2 separate regions of the Xenopus tropicalis genome follow, and region 1 is linked to region 2. A link is a contact called in public Hi-C data. All regions are on one chromosome and are shown on one strand. The core of a region is the stretch at or near the end of the contact, and the rest is flanking DNA. Distances in the headings are between cores, read along the strand shown. Region 1 holds the start of LOC100485975. Region 2 holds the start of slc25a20 (solute carrier family 25 (carnitine/acylcarnitine translocase), member 20).

Region 1 (5,131 bases), core at 1,287-3,786, 130 kb before region 2:
ACAGGTAACCGTATGTTCATCCATCATGTTCATTGCACTCATGTGGAACAAAATGAGTACTGTAACCTGCGCAAAAAGGTAAGAGATATATAAAACCACATTATTGATTAAAACTGAGCTCATATTTTCAGATATACAGGGGTCCATCACACATGGCACAACAAACCCACTCCTTCCTCCTTGAAAAAGGCTGTGGAGACAACCGAAACGTTAGATGAACGTTTGGAATAAAAAAAACCTTTTACTTTTTTCACTAAGTCCTGTGAGTGCGGCATTCATTTCTGATTTCAGTATCTGCACTCCAATGCAAAAAGTTTTTTTATCTTGCAGGGTGCACAGCCAAATTTAGTACATGTTTTAGTATATATGTAATAATTTTTTAATAATTTATGATATATATGCACTTATGATGGTCAGAGATTGGCCCATTTGAAATTGCACATTCACGCTATGATTGGATAATTGCATAATGGTCTATTGATGGGCATTGGACACATTTCCACTTTGTTTGTCTTGTGAGTGTATTTGAGGTTGGTTTGAACATTGTTGTTTTATCCTTGAGAAAGGTCCTGTCGAAATTTTGGATATTTATGTTTATACACACATATACATAGTCCCACCCCTGCTTATTGTTTTATGAGCCAGTCTCAGTGACCTTAACGCTGCCAAACCTGGCGCAGTGGGTTAACATTCCAGATCTTTATGTGAGCTGTAATATTTAAATTGAAACCCAATACAGCAGGCACCTTTAGAATTGATTTCTGCGTAGAAATCTATAGCTGTCCCATCCATGATTTCCTCTAGGGGGCAGACTTACCATGCTCACTTGATCACCATCTCTCATCTGGCTTAGGTGCTGATGGTATTTTGAAATAGTGGTAACACCAGGGGCCCTTCTACAGGCAAATCCACAGCTGAATAATTTTAGGATGGAGGCGGCCACTCTGTGTGTTTATAACCTTTAAAGGCACAATCTGGACACAAGAATAAGAAAATAAAATGCTTACAGATGAGACCTACAAGAAAAGAGAAATGCCTTAATTTCCAAGGTAATACAATTAGGGATCATGACTTCCAGCAATGTATGACTTGAATTCAAACTTATATAAATATATACATGGCACCAGATCATATTTCTCACAGCCCGATGCAGGCAGTCAGTCTACCCATACAGTTACACCAAACCACACGAATGAAAGGAAAAACCCATACTATTAATACATACGGGTTATTTGACATTATCTTAAGCAAGGTAATGTATGAAGCCATAACTTCAGTTATGCACAGAACTTATTTACATGGGAGAGACCCCATGGAGTTTCACACTGCAGACAATATGCATAGAAGTTGCAGGGCAGGGTGCAAACCCCCATTTTTTTTTTTTGCACTTATTACCCTAGCAACCAGGGAGCGGTTTGAATGAGAGACTGGTATATAAATAGAAGAGGGCCTGAATAGAAAAATAAGTAGTAAAATATAACAATAACAATAAAATTGTAGCCTCACAGAGCAATTGTATTTTTGGGGTCAGTGACCCCCATTTAAAAAAGCTGCAAAAAGTTAGAAGAAGAAGGCAAATAATTCATAAACTATTTAAAATAAATAACGATGACCAATTTAAAAGTTGCTTAGAACTGGCCTTGCTATAATATAAAACTTAGAGTTAACTTAAAGGTGAACCACCCCTTTAAGATAACTGTTTATGTATCTTGCGCTCAAACACTGGAGCAACATGCCCTTTAGCTGCAGGGCTCATATGATACATGTACAACATAACCATAGACTATTTGCAAGATACCTCATGTATTATCCCTGCCCTTTCTGTTGCTTCTAAGCACAGTCTCCCTGACTGTACGATACACATCAGTGGGCAATGCTGCCCATTAAAAAAATTGCACTGAATCTCTTGATGCAGCAGAAATCCATAATAAACAGCCAATAATAAAGCCAGACTGTTTGCCTCAATAACTACTCTAGTCTCCTGCACAAGGAGCTCCAGTTCTTACCTTGCCTTGACAGTGGCCTGCTGAGGAGGTGCTTATATAACTGGCCCAATCCATACATAGCTCAAGGAGGGGAGCTGGTCTGGCTGAGTTCTATTTAAAAAAGCTCTCCAATTGGCAACACTGTCATGGCATGGTAAGAACACAGACAGCAGCCCCCTGTATGTCAGTTCTGCTCTTCCTTCACCCTTTCCTTTGGGTAACCCGCACATGATGCACGATGGACTGTCCTGTACTCTAAACGTCCTTCCTTGAAGGAAGCAAGCATACCTTCTGTTCCGTGCTCTCTCCATGCTCCCAAGATCCCAAATGATCAAGGTAAGAGCATGTTCACTATTCACGCTGTTTGACCACGTGCCAGACTCTCCCAGTGGCATGCCTAGAATCCAGAAAGAAATTGAAATTAAATATTCATACAGGTAGGAGTATGTCAACCCGTCAAGGGTGAAAAATAGTTAATAATTCAGGAATAGGATGGCGCGGCCCATTTGTATTCATTATAAAAGCTGTAAAGAGATCAGAAGGCGGCAAATAAACTCCCAGGTATCTGTTACAGTTGTATGTGCAACAGGACACACAGGCAAGTGAAAGGTCAGCTCAGAAAGAGGAAAGAGACATCATATAAACCATAGAAATTGATTTATTTTAATTTTTTTGCGTATGAAAATTTAAAAAAAATATAAATTAACAGCTGTGTTCTTTTTTTCTGATCCCATGGGTTTCTGAATTTTCACCCTTCCTGGTCCAATTCTGGGACTTTGCTTGGTATACACATAATTTCCAGTCCTTGACCGCAAAGGACACCGTAATGTCCTCCCGTTGCAACATTTTCCCAGCAATCTAATTCGGACACATCTGCCACGTGGCAGAACTTGGTGCCTCTGGGATGCAGACCTCCATCCTTCCTAAGGTGCCACAGAGACAGCCGCTGATCTACAGAGACAGAGGCCAGTAAATCTTCTCTAAGAAAACGAAGCCCGGTGACATGGGCGGCATGAGCAGAGGGGACAGTAAATACTTTGAGAAGCTGAATGCTGGTTCTGTTATCTGTTTCACAGGTTGTGTTGTTCACAGTCAATTGGCAGATATGAATGGAGTTGTCATCTCCTCCACTGGCCACCAGATAATGTCCATCCTTGGTCTCCTGAATGTGGAGGCTGTTAATCCCACACTGATGAGCAGAAACTGTAAAGCAAGGGTCTTCCAGGTCTGACAAATAGAAAATGAAAGGATATTTAGGAGGCCATTCAATACTCTCTATAATCTAATATGCAATAAAATGATTCCTAATGTGCCCTTCTATTCTTGCACCATCCAATTCAGGTTGGGCCCTCATATAATGCCTCCCTTCTGAGCTCTAAGGGGGCCTCGGTATATTATGGTTTCTCCATCAAATCTGCTCCCTCCCTTCTCTTCTCTAATGGGGGCCATACACAGGGCGATACAAGCTGATGGTCTGAGTCAGCCAGATAATGTTTGGGCAGATTTAAAAATCCTGTCAGGGTGAGGAGTGCATTGGCACGTTGATGCAATCCTTATCCCAAAGGCCTGTATCCCATTAATGCGATCTGATCAATAAATCCAAAACTTCAAAGTGGGCATATTGGGGATAGAGCTGCTTGTTTGGCGACCTCGCCATATGAGTGAATCTGTCTATGGGCACCTTAAGCCTTTTCTCATTATCAGCCATTCAGACCTTTACACCATGCAACTTAGCATCAGTCTGGGGTAGATAGTCTTAATTTCACTGCTATATATACATATATTTATATTCTACATCTCCCCAACAGGGACCCCACTTCCAAATCACACTCCCCGCACTCCTTCATCCTGCCCCATTTGCCTGTACCTTTAAATAAAAGGCAGGCAAGTGTAGCTGGGTTGGTGGCTTCCACATTGAGCCAACTGTTTTGTCACTAATAGAACCCCAGAGCATACAAATCCAATCTGGTCCTGACTTTAGCTGTGGATGCTCAGAGGCCTGGGGAATAGACATCAAGCCACCAACCTGTTGTAGTATGGGCAAACAGGCAGTATGGGGAAATGTGTGGTGCAGTTTGGGAAGTGGGGTTCTTTAAGGAGATGGAAGATACTGCAAATGTAAATATACACTTAAATAGGGCAAAAATACTTTTTTATGCCTTTTACATCACTGATAGTGTAGTTGAAATTATATTTTATTTATAAATTAGTACAAATTTGGCACCACTGTTGAGACATAAATAGATAAATAGAACCCCTGCTCTTCTCTTACTGGCAGCCGTGCTGCTCTGTTCCCTCCCCACCAGAACGCACTGGATTTGAGCATAAAGCACTTGTATCCGCTGGAGTAGTGATTGAAGGCAAATACTTGGTTTCAAACTGCAGACACCTGCAAACTGCTCTTTGAATTTAGTGGGGCAGGCATTATACCATGTTAGAGTCAAAAGGGGCAGATGGGGGAGGTATGAAGGCATCCTTCCCTCCCACCCTTAGCTTGTGCATCATTCGGAGATGCAAGGTAGGAGCGGTAAGGCACTTCTCTCTGCCCACTGGATTGTGGATAGTAAATTACTTACACTTGACTCCTATTATCTTAAGGTGGCCATACATGGGCTGATTTAAGCTGCTGATTCGAGACCTTCAGACTGCTTCGGCAACTGATTCTGCCTGTGTTTGGTGACTCCGTTGGGCCTCTTTGACTGATATCTGGCTGGGTGTCAATGGGGCCATATGATTAAAATAGCCCGATATCAAAAACCTTGAGGTGGACACTTTGGAAGAAATATCCGCTTGTTTGGCAGCCTCACCAAATGAGCAGATCTTAAAAGGTATGGCCACCTTTAGTTGAGAAGTATTGTTGCAGACTTATCAAATATCGAGCACTATTCCCCTAGATGGACATGGCACGTGTAATCTTATTTTATGAAGTGTGGAAGTGTCTTATATCTCTATAATGAACAGTTTTATATAACAGTATTTAAATTATTAAGAACACTAATCAGTTCCTAACCTGGATGATAGACAGCAGGTTGACAGTTTATTTGTATTGTTGATGAAATGCCATAAAAGCGTATCCTTCCAACCGTACAAGGGCTATGTATCAGATTCTCCCCATTGTACCAGCCTGGGGAAACTCACTCAGCACT
Region 2 (5,178 bases), core at 825-3,324:
AAGGGGCTAGAGGGTTTGGCAGAGCTGTAGGCTAGGGGGATAGAGGGTTTGGCAGAACTGTAGGCTAGGGGGATAGTGGGTTTGGGCAGAACTGTAGGATAAGGGGCTAGAGGGTTTAGCAGAACTGTAGGCTAGGGGGATAGAGGGTTTGGCAGAACTGTAGGCTAGGGGGATAGAGGGTTTGGGCAGAACTGTAGGTTAGGCGGATAGAGGGTTTGGGCAGAACTGTAGGCTAGGGGGATAGAGGGTTTGGGCAGAACTGTAGGCTAGGGGGATAGAGGGTTTGGGCAGAACTGTAGGTTAGGATGACAGTATAATTGGGAATTAAGATTCATAAAATTATGATTTACCAAGTCACCATGCTATATGAAACAATAACTATATAGTATATTTATCTAATTATGGCTATAAGCAAAACACCATATCTCCTCCCAGTACCCATGATCTTTTATGCCCCATTTTTACCTTGCCTAAAGGTCCATTTCTGTCCCAAGTTTCACCTCTCCTCTTCCTCCTCTCTATAAAATATATTCCATCTAGAAATTGCCCAAGAGCCAATCTGCAACACAATGGAAACCGCTGGATACGAAAAGCATGATGTGCAGTATATAGGGCTGCGCTTGATACATCAGCTCCATTCCAGACCTTTTTGAGACCGTATTTCATGTTATTAGATAGCAATTCAGGCCTAAAAAAAACAGGACTGGATCATTATCTTCTTCATGACAGACAGCTCCAGTGTAGGACTGGGGTGTCCGGTGCCAACTGGACACGCATTATGGAAATGCAGAACATTCATTAAACTATCCAGGCCAGCGGGATGTGCTGGCTGCAGCCGAGCGCTCCGGCCCCGTCTCTTCTTGTGGCTCCTGCTTCTTATTCTGCTCCTTGTATGGCGGCAACAGGCCCTTTTATAAGGTTGCGCTCGTGCGTACGGGGGCCCCCGCTGCGCACCCCTAAACCCCCCCACAGGGGCCCCCATCGTGCACCCCTGAACCCCCCCCAGGGGCCCCTGTCGCGCACCCCTAAACTCCCCCCACAGGGGCCCCGCCACGCACCCCTAAAACCTCCCCCCCCCAGGGGCCCCTGTCCTCAGGGGAGGACATCGGAGGTCAGAGAAAGCAGCAATAGGGTCAGGTCTGGGCCATTGGGGCCCCCCAGGGCTGGGGCCCACTGGGTATTTTCCCGGTGTCCCAGCGGCCCAGTCCGACCCTGCCAACTGGGTATTTTCCTGGTGCCCTGCCATCCCAGTCCAACCCAGGAAAGCTCTGTATTGTGTATATGCACGTCCCAGTGGGCAAGGAAAGGGGATGGAAGCCCAAAAATAAAATGCTGCCTAACGATATTATTATTATTAACATTTATTTATAAAGTGCCAACATATCCCGCAGCGCTGTACAATAAGTGGGTTTCATACATTGGACATACAGAGTAACATATAATCAATAATCGATACAGGAGGGGAAGATAGAAAGTATTCTGGCTTTCAAGTTATGTGTAAATGTAATTGGTATTGCATCACGTTTATTAATGAATCATGGGGTGTTAATACTGGAAAATAAGCTGAAAAGTAAATTTTCTTCAAACTGTGAGGGCGGAAGCTCGATACATGGGTTAAGAAATGATCATGTGAGCGCCAGGTTCCACACACACAACAGAAACAAAAACAGTTAAATGTTTCACACAGAAGTAGCCAGAGATTCCTTTGGGAGGCCGCTCAGCACCTACGTACGCTCAGTATTAGTCAGGATAACCGTGTGTGTGTATAAAATACAATAATTTAGGGTAAACACAAATGAATGAACTCTCTTGCCAGTTACACACATGGCGCCTCAGGCTTCCGCATTGCCACTATACAGGGCTGAGGCGGGGCTTGTGCTCTAGTGAGCGGCGATAGGCGAGTTATTTGTGTCAATTTAAAGAAGAGGGCGTGGTTTAGCCGAATGAGGCACGATGATTGGCTAGTATCAGCTTCCTTCGTTTCTTGCTGCTATTGGTCGTCTCAGGGTTGGAGGGTGAAGTAGGGCAAAGGTCGGGGTAGTAGTATTTGCCCCGTACCGGAGAGGTGCCTTTCACTCAGCGGATACCGGCCTTCCCCCTCACCGCACTCAGGATGGCCAAGCAACCGCAGCCTATTAGTCCCATGAAGAACTTCTTTGCCGGCGGGTTCGGAGGGATCTGCCTGGTGTTTGCCGGGCACCCGCTGGACACTATTAAGGTGAGGAGCGGAGGTGGGTCACTCGGAATATCTGTCAGGGGACCCTCCTGCTGTTATCTGCAACTCCCAGCACCTGCCGGTAGCCGGAAGCAGAGATTTTGAAACCTTAATGTTAGAGGGTTCTGGGAGTTGTAGTTTAGTAACCCATGTCCCTGCGTCCGTAAGCCAATAGGGAAGAATATCAGCCTGATATAGTGATAAAAGTGGCAAGGGCTGCTCAGGGAATGGGAAGAAATACAGGAGAGCCCCCTGCCAGGATAGGGAGAAGGGTGACAGGAGAGCCCCCTGCCAGGATAGGGAGAAGGGCGACAGGAGAGCCCCCTGCCAGGATAGGGAGAAGGGCGACAGGAGAGCCCCCTGCCAGGATAGGGAGAAGGGCGACAGGAGAGCCCCCTGCCAGGATAGGGAGAAGGGCGACAGGAGAGCCCCCTGCCAGGATAGGGAGAAGGGCGACAGGAGAGCCCCCTGCCAGGATAGGGAGAAGGGCGACAGGAGAGCCCCCTGCCAGGATAGGGAGAAGGGTGACAGGAGAGCCCCCTGCCAGGATAGGGAGAAGGGCGACAGGAGAGCCCCCTGCCAGGATAGGGAGAAGGGCGACAGGAGAGCCCCCTGCCAGGATAGGGAGAAGGGCGACAGGAGAGCCCCCTGCCAGGATAGGGAGAAGGGCGACAGGTGACCCCCCTGCCAGGATAGGGAGAAGGGCGACAGGAGAGCCCCCTGCCAGGATAGGGAGAAGGGCGACAGGAGAGCCCCCTGCCAGGATAGGGAGAAGGGCGACAGGTGACCCCCCTGCCAGGATAGGGAGAAGGGCGACAGGAGAGCCCCCTGCCAGGATAGGGAGAAGGGCGACAGGAGAGCCCCCTGCCAGGATAGGGAGAAGGGTGACAGGAGAGCCCCCTGCCAGGATAGGGAGAAGGGCGACAGGAGAGCCCCCTGCCAGGATAGGGAGAAGGGCGACAGGAGAGCCCCCTGCCAGGATAGGGAGAAGGGTGACAGGAGAGCCCCCTGCCAGGATAGGGAGAAGGGTGACAGGAGAGCCCCCTGCCAGGATAGGGAGAAGGGCGACAGGAGAGCCCCCTGCCAGGATAGGGAGAAGGGCGACAGGTGACCCCCCTGCCAGGATAGGGAGAAGGCTGACAGGAGAGCCCCCTGCCAGGATAGGGAGAAGGGTGACAGGAGAGCCCCCTGCCAGGATAGGGAGAAGGGTGACAGGAGAGCCCCCTGCCAGGATAGGGAGAAGGGCGACAGGTGACCCCCCTGCCAGGATAGGGAGAAGGCTGACAGGAGAGCCCCCTGCCAGGATAGGGAGAAGGGCGACAGGTGACCCCCCTGCCAGGATAGGGAGAAGGCTGACAGGAGAGCCCCCTGCCAGGATAGGGAGAAGGGCGACAGGTGACCCCCCTGCCAGGATAGGGAGAAGGGCGACAGGAGAGCCCCCTGCTAGGATAGGGAGAAGGGCGACAGGAGAGCCCCCTGCCAGGATAGGGAGAAGGGCGACAGGTGACCCCCCTGCCAGGATAGGGAGAAGGGCGACAGGAGAGCCCCCTGCCAGGATAGGGAGAAGGGCGACAGGAGAGCCCCCTGCCAGGATAGGGAGAAGGGCGACAGGAGAGCCCCCTGCCAGGATAGGGAGAAGGGCGACAGGAGAGCCCCCTGCCAGGATAGGGAGAAGGGCGACAGGAGAGCCCCCTGCCAGGATAGGGAGAAGGGTGACCGGTGAACCCCCTGCCAGGATAGGGAGAAGGGTGACAGGAGAGCCCCCTGCCAGGATAGGGAGAAGGGTGACAGGAGAGCCCCCTGCCAGGATAGGGAGAAGGGTGACCGGTGAACCCCCTGCCAGGATAGGGAGAAGGTTGACAGGAGAGCCCCCTGCCAGGATAGGGAGAAGGGTGACAGGTGACCCCCCTGCCAGGATAGGGAGAAGGGTGACAGGAGAGCCCCCTGCCAGGATAGGGAGAAGGGTGACAGGAGAGCCCCCTGCCAGGATAGGGAGAAGGGCGACAGGAGAGCCCCCTGCCAGGATAGGGAGAAGGGCGACAGGAGAGCCCCCTGCCAGGATAGGGAGAAGGGCGACAGGAGAGCCCCCTGCCAGGATAGGGAGAAGGGTGACCGGTGAACCCCCTGCCAGGATAGGGAGAAGGGTGACAGGAGAGCCCCCTGCCAGGATAGGGAGAAGGGTGACAGGAGAGCCCCCTGCCAGGATAGGGAGAAGGGTGACCGGTGAACCCCCTGCCAGGATAGGGAGAAGGTTGACAGGAGAGCCCCCTGCCAGGATAGGGAGAAGGGTGACAGGTGACCCCCCTGCCAGGATAGGGAGAAGGGTGACAGGAGAGCCCCCTGCCAGGATAGGGAGAAGGGTGACAGGAGAGCCCCCTGCCAGGATAGGGAGAAGGGTGACAGGAGAGCCCCCTGCCAGGATAGGGAGAAGGGTGACAGGTGACCCCCCTGCCAGGATAGGGAGAAGGGCGACAGGAGAGCCCCCTGCCAGGATAGGGAGAAGGGCGACAGGAGAGCCCCCTGCCAGGATAGGGAGAAGGGCGACAGGAGAGCCCCCTGCCAGGATAGGGAGAAGGGCGACAGGAGAGCCCCCTGCCAGGATAGGGAGAAGGGTGACAGGTGACCCCCCTGCCAGGATAGGGAGAAGGGTGACAGGAGAGCCCCCTGCCAGGATAGGGAGAAGGGTGACAGGAGAGCCCCCTGCCAGGATAGGGAGAAGGGTGACAGGTGACCCCCCTGCCAGGATAGGGAGAAGGGTGACAGGAGAGCCCCCTGCCAGGATAAGGAGAAGGGTGACAGGAGAGCCCCCTGCCAGGATAGGGAGAAGGGTGACAGGAGAGCCCCCTGCCAGGATAGGGAGAAGGGTGACAGGAGAGCCCCCTGCCAGGATAGCGAGAAGGGTGACAGGTGAACCCCCTGCAAGAATAGGGAGAAGGGTGACAGGAGAGCCCCCTGCAAGAATA

The links. A called contact is a pair of places that touch in the nucleus more often than the background predicts.
Region 1: a Hi-C map of neurula embryo shows a contact between it and region 2, with 2.6 times the contacts expected there. The contact joins the promoter of LOC100485975 here to the promoter of slc25a20 in region 2. A contact is called at or near these places in 2 of 5 Hi-C or Micro-C datasets (brain and neurula embryo).

What each region holds. Positions count from the first base shown.
Region 1 is chr4:136,681,765-136,686,895 of UCB_Xtro_10.0, reverse strand. LOC100485975 reads right to left here and starts at 2,536. Exons shown (of 4, transcript XM_002933056.5): 1 at 2,274-2,536; 2 at 818-974. The coding sequence starts at 844. It overlaps wdr6 (WD repeat-containing protein 6), which reads right to left. Exons shown (of 7, transcript XM_002933076.5): 7 at 2,628-3,212. The coding sequence ends at 2,734.
Region 2 is chr4:136,550,065-136,555,242 of UCB_Xtro_10.0, reverse strand. slc25a20 (solute carrier family 25 (carnitine/acylcarnitine translocase), member 20) reads left to right here and starts at 2,074. Exons shown (of 9, transcript NM_203768.1): 1 at 2,074-2,218. The coding sequence starts at 2,114.